Linked DNA regions of Muntiacus reevesi: region 2 is linked to region 1. The links are chromatin contacts, called in public Hi-C maps. All regions are on one chromosome and are shown on one strand. The core of a region is the stretch at or near the end of the contact, and the rest is flanking DNA. Distances in the headings are between cores, read along the strand shown.

The links. A called contact is a pair of places that touch in the nucleus more often than the background predicts.
Region 2: a Hi-C map of blood shows a contact between it and region 1, with 3 times the contacts expected there. The contact joins the promoter of NUDT3 here to the promoter of SMIM29 in region 1. A contact is called at or near these places in 2 of 3 Hi-C or Micro-C datasets (blood and muscle).

The regions. Positions count from the first base shown.
Region 1 is chr20:10,407,887-10,414,314 of mMunRee1.1, forward strand. SMIM29 (small integral membrane protein 29) reads right to left here and starts at 2,541. Exons shown (of 5, transcript XM_065912110.1): 1 at 2,404-2,541; 2 at 979-1,162; 3 at 774-799; 4 at 409-475; 5 at 1-270. The coding sequence starts at 1,089. The coding sequence ends at 205.
Region 2 is chr20:10,541,180-10,547,607 of mMunRee1.1, forward strand. NUDT3 (nudix hydrolase 3) reads right to left here and starts at 3,785. Exons shown (of 5, transcript XM_065913067.1): 1 at 3,385-3,785. The coding sequence starts at 3,483.

The DNA of each region.
Region 1 (6,428 bases), core at 1,291-3,790:
GGGAGTGGGTGATAGGTAGGCTCACCCCACAAAGGACTGAAGGCCTAGGACTGAGTGAGGAGGTGGGTCCGACGGAGGCTGGCAGCTCTGCGGGGCTTAAGAGCCGAGCTGGAGGGAAGGGTGCTGGGGGAGCAGCAGACTGCGGGGTCCCTGGAGGATCAGGACCCCATGGTTGCGGGGAGGGGCGGGGTCAGAGGGCTCAGGTCACGTCTTGACATCCAGCAAGGGCATCCGCTTGTGCTGGTAGCCACTCTGCCAGCCGTGGACCACCTGTGGCAGGGGAGACCAGGCCACAGCACAGCTTGGAGGGAGGAGCCTGACTGGCCCCGGCGGAAGCAGGTTCTGGCTTCAGGGCTGTGAGGAGAGCAGGCCCACCCCTGCTGGTTCTCTGTCCCCCCAAGTGCTCACCTTGGGGTCCCCCACGTCTGAGAGCAGCTCCTGCTCGGCTTCGTGCAGCTCCTCGGCAGGGTCGTAGCTGTACATGGGGAGCAGGTGATGGCGAAGCCGGTCCACCCTGGGGGGCACGGGGGTGCTCAGCCACGGCCCCCCACCTCCCTGCTCAGCCGTTTGCCCCAACAGGGCACCTCCAGCGGGTGCTGTTCAGGGTATGCTAGAGCTCTAAGGACACACGTCTGGGTAGGAAAAAAGCTAACAGTGGCATGCAGGGAACTCTAGGTTTGTCTAAGAATGACTGAGGGGGGGGTCTCAGGTCGTATGGGAAGGACTTTTAAGCAGAATGCAGCGGGGGTGGCACTCAGGGCGGGGACACTCACCGTTTTCTCTTCTGGATGTACATCACCTGTAACAGAGACACAGCACTGCAGAGGCGGCCGAGCCCAGGATGGCCCATGGGGGGACAGGGACCCACCTCCACACCCTCCTCTCCTGTGACAGGTGCTGTGTACAGGCTGGTCCGGGCCCACGCGCCCCTGCCTTAGCCAGAGTGTTGGGGTGTGTACGTGTGTGGAGGCTTCTTACCACAGCCACCACCACCCCGACCAGGGTGATGAGGAAGAAAGGCCCCAACACATAGCCCACCATGGAGTCGCTGTTGGCCTGTGGGGCATTGGGCACTGTGGTATTACTCATGACATCGGCAGCCGGAGGGCCGGGTAGTCAGCATGGGCAGTACTGCCTCGGGAGGGTGCCTCCCCTGGGCTCCCTGAAGAGGAGGAAAGTGAAAGTGAAGGTGAAAGTCGCTCAGTCATGTCCGACTTAGGCCAGAATACTGGAGTGGGTAGCCCTTCCCTTCGCCAGGGGATCTTCCCAACCCAGGGATCAAACCCAGGTCTCCCGCATTGCGGGCAGTTTCTTTACCAACTGAGCTATGAGGGAAGCCCAAAGAGGGGGAAGGAGGTTGTCAATTCCACCCAGGGTGACAGCCAGGCTCTGGATCCCTCCCTGAGATAGTAATAATACATGAAAACTAAGGTCAGGTCCGGAAAGGGGAGGGGGGCGCCTTCCAGGTCAGTGTGCTGGGCTGAACCCTCCAGTGACTCTCAGCAAATCCTGGGGGTGAAGGGCACGGAGGGGAGGCCAGACCCAGGGCCGAGTGCTGCCCTCAGGTGCTGGTGCTGGCCAAACATTTGCAGATACTAGTTACTGAAGGAAGGTTAGGTGGAGGTCCCCAGCTCCTGCCCCCTCCTCCTGAAGCACTGGGCTGCCAGAAGCTATCCACTGAAGCAAAATGGAGAGATTAGGTTAAAATACGGAGTCCTCACTGCAGCCAAGGGGTGAGGCAGGAGCATCTCCCCCCCCCCCCCACCCCAGCCTCGAGTCTAGTCCAGTGCCCACACTTCAGGTTATAGGTCCCAGGCCTTCGTTGTCCCTGGTGTCACTCCAGACATAGAACCTGGGCACCGTCTCCCTCATTGGTCTTGTGCTAGGGTGGACACCAGTGGGCAGGGCTGCGCTGCATCTGCGAGGTGATGTCACCTCCCCCTGGTCCTCACTCGGGGCTCCGCCCGGGTCCCTCCCCTCCTGGTCTGGGATGACAGGCGGAAGTGGAGAGGGTCAGCTCCCATGACAGATGCAAGGAGATTCTTCACGGGTGGCTGCACGCAGATGCCCCGAGGTCCGTGACCCCGGCTCGCCTGGGTTTCCATCGGAGGTTAAGGGCTGAGCCGCCTGTCTCGGTGCCCATGGGGGCTCCGGACTCTCCCAGTCGCACGCCCGTCCCGTGGTCGAGGGGACATTCCGAGGTAGGGAGGGTGACAGGCCGACCCTAGGATGCGGACCAGCAAGGGAGAGCGGGAGGTAGTTCCCATGGCGCTGGGAGGCTCAGGCCAGGGGAGGAAAACGTGAGGGGGCCGCAGAGCGACCCGAGTATCCTGGAATCCCGACACCCCGAGGCGTGGACTTGTACCGGCGCTCTACAGCCCATGCAACCCGGCCATGCCTTACCTCCCGCCGCTGCAGCCCGGAAAGGAACGCCCTCGTTTGGCTCCCGGGCCCCGGAAGAGCCAGCAGGCGCGTGATCAAAGGACCCGGGGAAACGGGCGGGGCCGCGGTATCGGGGTGCAGCCAATCCGATGGCCGCAGGCAGCCGGCCCCGGAGACTGCCGGAGCCGCCAATCCGGAGGCGGAGACAGCCGGGGCTGCAGCGCCCACGCCGCGGCGGCAGGGGGCAGCCGCGGGCTGCGCGGCGGCGCGGGGCGGGGCGGGGCGCGCGGCTTCCCGGCGTCCCGCGGGGCGGCCCCGGGGCGGCCGCGCTCCGAAGCTCTCGTGCAGGCCCGGGGCGTGGCGCGCGCGCCCCTCGCCCTGATGATCGGAGCTGGCTGCTGCTCTAATGTGCATCGCAGGCCCCGTGGGGCCTCCGTTAATGTCTGTGGAGCCCTCTAGGTCTCCTCGCGGCGTGACTGCCCGTCTGTGCTGAGCTCGGAGTGTGTAGGTGGGCCTAGGTTAGCCCCTGCCCGGCCTCGAACCTCGCGCCCAGCCACCCTCCCTCCTTGCGCCTTACTTATTACTCTTCGTGTTGGTAAAACAGGCTGCTGCAAGCAGCAAACGATGACATGAGTGGAGCCTAGCACACACATAGCATGCCCTGAATTTTTAAATTTCCCTGTTAACCTCTTTCCGGTTTTCTGGGGCACACACACACACAAAAGACCAGTGGGGTGATGTCCCTCTGCGTCACAATAGGTTTGCCAAGTAGGTTAAGATTAGGTCGAAGCTTCCGTGGGCTGATCATTAAAATGTCACACACTTAACTGGGGAAATTTGAGTAATATCGGTGGATTTTAGCAATGTCAGTATCCTAATGGTGATGTTATAGTTTTGCAAAAGTTAGCATTGGGGGAAGCTAGGCCAAGTGTAGAAGGGCTCTATCTCCATTATTTCTTACAACCGTAGGTAAACCTACAGTTCTCTCCCTCATCAGAATCACATGCAATTGGGAAAACTCTAGATTGGCGGGTAATAGAAAACACCCAGAACATAAAAGTTGTGGCAGCTGAACTAGGTTGAGATCCTCCTAGGTCCTCAGGGCGGTGTGCCTCCCCCTATTCTTTTTTTGACAGTCGGAGGATGCACACAGGGTCTTAGTTCCTCCACCAGTGATGGAACCTGTGCCGCTGGCTGTGGAAGCAGAGAGTCCTAACCACTGGACTGCCAGGGAATTCCCTGGGTCACCCTGTTCTTGCCAGAGACAGCCAATGGCCCAGATGTGGTTGAGCTACTTGGTCTGGTCAGGCCTCAGTCTTCTCAAGTCCTTCCAGAAGTGGTTAGATGAGAGCAGATCTGGTGCAGAGATGACCAGATTAGGAACCAGAAGACAGGTGGAAACTCGCCTCTTGCCTCCAGATACCACCATCTGACTGTGATGGAGAATCAGATAAAGGGAAAGAATGAGAGAAAAGCTTGGGTCTGAAACCTCCAGGCAAATTTCCTGGTATTCTCCGGGTTTTGGGTCTGGAGAGTAGGGAGACTGCCCATCAGGCTTCTGTTAGGAGGGCAGAGGGAGGAGGCCACCTCCCCAGGCAGGGCCTCCCCCACCTTCCAGGGAAGTAGGGATCAAGCAGTAGGTTTTAGAGCCCAGGGGCCCTTGGCTGCCCACACACTCAACCTTTGTTCCCATTCTCAGTATTTCCAACCACACATCTTGAGAGTCTAGTGGTCCTAGGAGCAGCCCTAGTGGTTGCATTAGCTAGACTAGTGTGTGGAAAGGCATGGGGTCTTTATTCCTAGGACAGAACACCATTCCAAGGTAGGCAGGGCAGGTGGGATGACCTCAGTTTACAAAGGAGCAAGCCGAGGTTCTGCGTGGTGTGATGACCTCCCAATGCCCTTGGTGTGATCCTCAAGGGGAAAGCAGAGTGGGCCCCAGTGGGGGGCCCTCTTCCTGGACAGCTCTGTGCTGGCAGCTGCTCTGGGATTGCGTGTGAGGCCTGGTTTGTTCCTGTGATGAGATGAACTGTGGTGGGTTAAATCCATATAATGTAAACCATAAAATTAATCATTTTTATTAATATTAATAAGTTAATAAGCCAAAAAAACAGATAAAATACAAGTAAAAATTCTCAAGTAATCCAAAAGAAGGCAGAAAAAGAGGAAAGGGTAACAAAGAGCAGATGAGAGAACCAGAAAACAAATAGGATGATAAACTGAAACCTAACTCTGTCATCACAGTAAAGGTAAATGGTCTAAACAGCACAGTTAAGGTACTTCCTTGGTGATCCAGTGATTTAAACTCCCCACTTCCACCCCAGGGGACATGAGCTTGACCCCTGGTCAAGGAACTAATATCCTGCATGCCACAAATAGCCAAAAAATAATAAAATGACCAACCCAATGAAAAGGCTGAGATTGTCAGAATGGATTAAAAAGTTAGACCCAATTATATGCTGCCCATAAGAAATGTATTTTGACTACAAAGACTCTTAACAGGATAAAAGTGAAAAGACACACCTTGTTTATGGTTGTCGAAAGAAAGCTGGGAGGGCGGTAATAAAATCAGATAAATTTGATTGCAGAGCAGAAAATATTACCAGAGATTAAAAAAAGGTCAATTCATAATGACACGATTAACTGAGGATAGACCAATTCTAAATGTTCACGTGCCCACTAAGACAGCTTCAAAATACATGAAACAAAAATGGACAACCCAGAGGAATCAGGTGGAGAGGGAGGTGGGAGGGGGGATCGGGATGGGGAATACATGTAACTCCATGGCTGATTCATGTCAATGTATGACAAAACCCACTGCAATGTTGTGAAGTAATTAGCCTCCAACTAATAAAAATAAATGAAAAAAAAATTTTTTTAAATGGATACAACTGTAAGAAAAAACAATCACAGTTTTAGTCAAAGATTTCAATACTACTGTGAATAATTGATAAAACAAGCAGAAAAATAATCAGCCAGAATTAAACTGGAACAACACTATCAACCAACTTGACATTTATAGAATATTGACATTTACAGACTATTCCACGTAACACCAGGAGGATACATAGTCTTAAGATCATATTCTTGGCCATAAAACAAGTCTCGATAAAAAGGATTCAAGTCATACAAAATATGTTTTCTGATCACAGTGGAATTATATTAGAAATCGTTAACAAAAAGACCCTTGTAAAATTCATAAATACTTAGAAAATGAATAGCACACCTCTGGATCAAAGAATAATTAGGAACTATTTTGAGCTAAATGGAAATGCAATGTATCAGAATTTGTGGGACATCTCTATTAGAGACAGAAATCTCTAGCACTAAATATCTATTTAAAAAAAGATGTCAATGACCTCAGCTTCCACCTGAAACCAAAGTATACAGAAGAAAATAACAAAGATCAGTGCAGAAATCCTGGAGAAGGCAATGGCACCCCACTCCAGTACTCTTGCCTGGAAACCCCCATGGACGGTGGAGCCTGGTGGGCTGCAGTCCATGGAGTCGCTAAGAGTCGGACACAACTGAGCGACTTCACTTTCACTTTTCACTTTCATGCATTGGAGAAGGAAATGGTAACCCACTCCACTGTTCTTGCCTGGAGAATCCCAGGGACGGGGGAGTCTGGTGGGCTGCCATCTATGGGGCCGCACAGAGTCGGATACGACTGAAGCGACTTAGCAGCAGCAGCAGTGCAGAAATCCATTAAATAGAAAACAGAAAAACAGAGAATCGATGAAACTGAAAGCTGCTTCTTGAGAAAATCAACAAGATTGATAAACCTCTAGCCAGATTGGTCAGGAAAAAAGAAAATACAAATCACCAGTATTAGGAATGAAAGATTCTACATCACAACAGATTCTACAGATCATAAAAGAATAATAAAGGAATATTGGGAACAACATTTTGCAAATAAATTCAGTAACTTAGCTGAAATGGAAAATACATGGAAACAAAGACAAATTATCAAAGCACACTTAAGAGATAGATAAATGTATAGGACTTTAGGTTGAATTTATACCATCTTAACTTCAATGCAATAC
Region 2 (6,428 bases), core at 2,535-5,034, 130 kb after region 1:
GTCAGTCATGATGTAGTCAGTCCATATCTTGACTGTGGGTCTACTGTTGAAATGCAAGTTGTCTTTCATACACTATGCCCACCATGTGTGACCTGTAATCTTCAGTTTTTTAAGAAGAAAAACAAAAACCTGAAAATATTCATGAAGTGATCTATATGCAGAGTCCATCTAGACTTTTAAGACTTCTTCTCCATCTTTTTTAGTTTTCGAATCCATATTAATCGAGCAATTTTTTTTTAATAACTTGAAATTATTGGATCATTCCAAAGCATTTGAAATATTTTTCACAAAACCATTCTTTTTGAACTCAAATTTCACCAACTGACGTCATATTTAATTACACTGCATAATTACAATTTTCAGTGTATTACAACAAATACACACAGATGTAGAGATAAATACAATGAATATATTACAAAAAACATAAACAAATACAGGGATCAATACAACTGGTTGGGAGGCACATGGTCTGGAACCTGTCAGGACCAGCCCCTCACAGAGTAGAGGCAAGTGTACCAAGTGGTTACAGCAGAGGTTGGGCAAGAGACTGTCCACTTACACCAGGTTCACTGTAAGAAACGCTAATCATCACCAACGCCCCAACCTAAAGGTCTTAATTTATCAGAATGTCACCATAATTAGCAAAACATCTAAGGAAGGGAACTTTCCTGCTATTGATGCTTGTTTATCAACAGGAAAAGCAAACAGAGATTTGAAGGAAAGAGAACTCATTTTCATCATGTTGTTGAGTCTGCCCCTCTAGGCTTCCTGCCTGCCTGTCTCCTTTGTAACTGTATCACAGAACCTGACATTTGATGAGTGCTCAATAAAGCTGCTCAGTAAACTTGCTGAATATGTTCACACACCCCAACCTGGATCAGTATCTCAGCTGCTATCACTGCTGGCCTATAAATAAAATTTTCTGGGGCTGGAAAAATGGAATGCTAGAAGGTTTGACTCATGGTCTATTATCTGCTAATATTTTCCATCTCTTTTTCTTTACATTTTAAGTATGCTTCCTGACACTGGTTAACTAAATTTATAAATCAGGGTCCTATTCATACTCACATTAATATTGTTTTAATGCTAATATTGACAGTATTCTGTAAATTATTCTATCTTGATTAAAGCTATTAGTGCTCATTAAAAAATAAAATTGGGTTGAATATCCTATTGAGTTTGAATTTCACATTCCCGCAATGCATGGCAGCTAACGCTTCCAGTTTCTGGCACTACTATTGAGAACATAAAAGTTCTCCTGGAACTAACAAATTACTTTCCTTCCAACACAATTATATAATCTGAGAATTGAATGGCACCCTAGAGATTATTCTGTGGTCCAAAATCCCTCCCAATTAAGGGTTCCAATAAAAAACCACTCAACTTTTTGGGACAAGGAGGGATGTTTATCTTTAAATCCCATGTTACAGAATGCTGCACCAATATAGAAGGCTCTTAACACATGTAAGTTTAAACAAATCTAAAATACACCCATTTCATTAATTTTATTCTTCCTAGGCTTTAGCTGTATTATCTACTGAATCTGTAATTAAAGATTTGCATGAATCTTCTGCTCATTAACCAATGTTCAAAAAGAAATTCAGTAGAGGAAACTTCATGATCAGTCAAATGTTTTAACATCAATGCTGCTTGTACCAATATATAATAAACCTTCAACAGGAAATACAAAATCAAGTCTTCATTACTTTGCTTATGATCCATAAAGGGTTTCCAATTTATCCAAAATATTCACATGTTCTCAACTCCTAGTATGATTTATTTAACATGTTAAGTCTTGCATCATTCATACAATTATATACCCTTCTACTTATAATTGGGGTTCCCACAGATTTAACCATATTACTGCAGTAAGACATGTTATTATGCTAACTAGTTTTCCCTCCAATTAACAGCCTGTGATCCCATCTGATTTCCCATAATACGACATGATAATGGGGAGAACAAAGCCTCTGGGGCAGTAAACATCACCATTTTACTTTATGCAAGTATGTATTCCAAAACAGTACACAATTTACAGCAAGGCACTGCCTAGCAGTTATTACAATCCATCTGTTTTGAGGACTTTTACAATATATTCTTGGACACAAAGTATACATTTCCAAATCTAGTTTCCTACTGTTTCACTGAAAGGAACACACAAAATCTCTCAACAGTACAATTACAGTGCTTTTATCAACTTTTTTTTCCCAGGCAATAAATTTCCACTTCCTCCTAAATATCTTTGGACAGCAACTTCTGGCAACCCATCTGTCTTTCATCACAGCTTCTTTTCATAACTAACGGGTCAAGTTCTTTTCTCTCCATTTCAACACGATGTACTGTACTTGCAGCCCTGCCACGATAGCCCACTGCTGAATGCTGGAATACAGCATATTGAATTTCACTGTCCTTCATTGTTCCCAGTTTAACTGCCATTTTATCACCATACACACGAGAGGAACGCGTTCCCACAAGCATCTTATGAATTTCCAAAGCAGCTATTCTTTGAGGATTTACAAAAAAAAAAGCATTCGCCTTCTCTGAATTCCCTTTATCACCAGAGAAACGGCTTTGAGGAGTTTAGAGATTTTTTTTTTTTTAAGTACCCTGTGCAGATTCTAAGCATTTCTATTTTGCAAGCAAATTTAATCCTAAAGATCTTCCTAGGGCAATGGAGGAATGTCGGAGCAAAGAATCTTAAAAGACCGATTTTGGCTTTCCCAATTAAAATGAAAAAATTTTCAACCCAAAAAGATTATCTTATCAAATTGTCCTTTCTTCTCAGGCTTACACCATATGGACTACCCAGCGCAGTGGAAAACAAACAACTGGCTTTGGCTTTTACACAACGCCCTAAATCTTCCTAAGGCTCCCCCCACCGCCTCGGGCTCCCAGACGTACATAATCCCTCGGCAAACCCCGAACCTGCCAATGAAGTGGATGCTTTCTCCGCCACAAAGGGCCGGCCCCGCGCCGCGTGCACGGCGGCTCCTGCACACACACATGTGCCGGGCTGGCCTGACACAAGCGCGGGGCTGCCCTCCCCGGACCCCAAGCCGCAGGCCCGGCCCGAACGCCGCGCGCTCTCCGCGGCCACCGCCTTCGGCCCGCCGCCCCTCTCTCCTCAGTGACAGGAGGCCCGCTCGCGAGTGCCCCGGCCGCGAGCTGCCGTCCCCATCGGCCTGAACCTCAGACCCACTTCCCCTCCGCCCACCGTCCTCGTCCCTTTCCCCCTCGCCCTCGCCTCAGGAAATTCCGTCGGAACTTCATTCGGGCCGAACCGAGCGGCCGGGCCCGGGCCGCGCCTCCCGCCTCCCCCAGCCCCGCGCCTCAGTCCGAGGTGACCACCGACCCCGGAGACCCCCGGCCGGCCCCGCGCCTCACCTCCTCCTCACTTTCGCTGCGGAAACACAGGCACGCGGCCCGCTTCTTGTAGCCGTCGCCGTCATAGGTGCGGGTCTGGTTCGACTTGAGCTTCATCATCCTCCGGGCCCAGGTTGGGGGGTGCGGCGCGGGTCTCGGGAGTCGAGGGTGGGGAGCCCGCTCCGGACGGCCGCGCGCGCACGCGCGCGCCCCCGGCTCAGCCAAGGGAAGCAGGGAGGGGGAGCCGCTACTCCGCTACACGGCTCCGCCGCTGGCTCGCCGCGGCCGCCTCATTCCCCCCGGCCGAGGCCCCGCTCCGCCGCCGCCGTCACGGCTGCCGTCGCCGCCGCCGCGGCCGCCGCCCCCTCTGCCGCCGCCACCCCCGACGACGACCGTGCCGCCATCTTGGGCGCGCTGCGTCAGCGGCGTAAGGCCGCGCCGGCCTGCGGGACGACCGCGCGCTCGTAGCGCCGGCCGCGTTCGGGAATCGCGCCCTCCCAGTCCGCGCGGCGTAAAGGAGCGTCTGGGATGAGAGGGCGTCGCGGCTGGACGCGGCCACTACGCCAGTAGCGTAAGGGCGGAGACTGGGAGCCGCTCTGCGAGGAAGCGGAGGGGGAAAAGGTGCGGGTGCTGGACTGCCCCGCTCAGCTAAAGAGGCGGAAGCAAGAATTTGCCCAAGGTCACGCCGCATGGTCTTTGGCCTTGCCCATCCATCAGGGAGCGGGTGAGACGGAAGGTCTAGAGGTAGAAAATAGGATGCAGTTAAACGCAATGGAGCGTGCAACCCGAGACGCCTGGGATTAAGCACTGCACAGAAACGAAGCAAAAGGTGGTGCACATTGCATTGACATCCAAGATCTCTGACAGTCTATGCGCTGGGTCGTTGTAGTTCATTGAAAGGACAGATGTTTTATCTTACATCTCTTTATCGTGCAAAAAGGCAAATGCTTCCTCTTTAGCTATACAGGAGGGTCAGAAAGGAGTGAGAAAGACAGTGTGAAAATCATAAGGCATCATCATTTGGGCTGTAAAAGAGGAAGATATATTGTGGGTGTCAAATAGATTCTCCAGGGAAAGACATACAGCCAGACACCCTCCAGCAAGATAAAAGGAGTGTGACTTGTGAAAGTTCTTAATAGCCCACACCGAAAGTAGTCCATGTGGATGCCCCGGAGGTTCTGAAAATCCTGTGCGGGATTTGTTTGTGAATTGCTTATTACCCCCCTCCCCCCCTCCCTTTTTTTTTAATTTGTGTGTATTTAGCATAGTCCAACGGAGAAGGCAGTGGTAACCCACTCCAGTACTCTTGCCTGGGAAATCCCATGGACGGAGGATCCTGGTAGGCTGCAATCCATGGGGTCTCGAAGAGTCGGACATGACTGACGTGACTTAGCAGCAGCAGCAGCATAGTCCAAAAAGATCAGGATTTGAAGCCACCATCAGGATTTGAAGACACGATTGAGCGACTTCACTTTCACTTTTCACTTTCATGCACTGGAGAAGGAAATGGCAACCCACTCCAGTGTTTTTGCCTGGAGAATCCCAGGGACAGGAGCCTGGTGGACTGCCGTCAATGGGGTCGCACAGAGTCGGACCCGACTGACGTGACTTAGCAGCAGCAGCAGCATAGTCCAAAAAGATCAGGATTTGAAGCCAAACAAACCTAAGTTGGAATTCATTTACATAATTTTTACCCCTCTAAAACAGAAATAAATGCATTTGACACCTGGCACATAGTAGTCACACAATACATTGTAACTACAAACATACCTCGATTTCTTTTACTTTGTTTTTGTCTTTTTACAAATTGATGGACTTTGGCAATCCTGCATTGAGCAACTTTTTTCCAACAGTATTTGCTCACTTGTCTCTGTGTCACATTTTGGTAATTCTTAAAATACTGCAAGCTTTTCATTATACTATGATCAATGATCTTTGAAGTTACTGTCATAACTTGCTGAAGGCTCAGATGATGGTTTGCATTTTTTAGTAATAAGGTTTTTCTTTTTTTTGGTTGCATTGGGTCTTCATTGCTGCTCACAGGCTCTCCAGTTGCAGTGAGCAGGGGCTACTCTCATGCTGCGGTGTCTGGGCTTCTTATTCCAGTGGCTTCTCCTGTTGCAGAGCACAGTGCTTGTCTGGTGGCTCAGATGGTAAAGAATCTGCCCGCAATGTGGGAGACCTGAGTTTGATCCTTGGGTTGGGAAGATCCCCTGGAGAAGACAATGGCTACTCACTCCAGTTTTCTGGCCTGGAGAATTCCATGGACTGTATAGTCCATGGGGTCACAAAGAATCAGACATGACTGAGCGACTTTCACTTTTTCTTGTTGCACAGCACAGGCTCTAGAGCTGAGGCTCAGTAGTTGTGGTTCACGGGCTTAGTTACCCTATGGCATGTGGGATCTTCCTGGAGGAGGGATCGAACCTGGTCGATGTCCCTTGCATTGCAAGGTGGATTCTTAACCACTGGGCCACCAGGGAAGCCCATGAAGTACCTTTAAATTAAGGTATATGCATTGTTTTTTAGACATAATGCTATTACACACTTAATAGATTACACTATAGTATAAACATTTGCCCTAGGAAAACAAAAGTTCCTGTGAATTTTGCAATATTTGCAATCTTGAAAAATTGCTTTATTGAATGGCCTGGAGCTGAACCAGCAATATCTCCAAGGTATGCCTGTAATGTTATTGGCATTTCACTAAGCCCTGGACACAGAAGATATGAATTTCAGTTAGTTGTAGTTAATCTTCACATGACAGAATTCCCCAAATCCTGGTCATTTTGGTTGTCTTTCTAGCTTCCTCCTCTGCCATTATGTCTCTAATTTATTTTTTAAATATTTATTTATTTGGGTGCCTCAGGTAACATGTGGGCTTCTCATTGTGGTGTATAGGTTCAGTAGTTTGTGGCATGCAGCTTAGTTGCCCCATGGCATGAGGGATCTTAATTCCCTGACCAGGGTTTGAACCTGACCAGGAATCAAACCCATGTCTCCTGCATTAGAAAGCAGATTCTTAACCATGGGACCATGAGGGAAGTCCCAAACACCCCAATTTT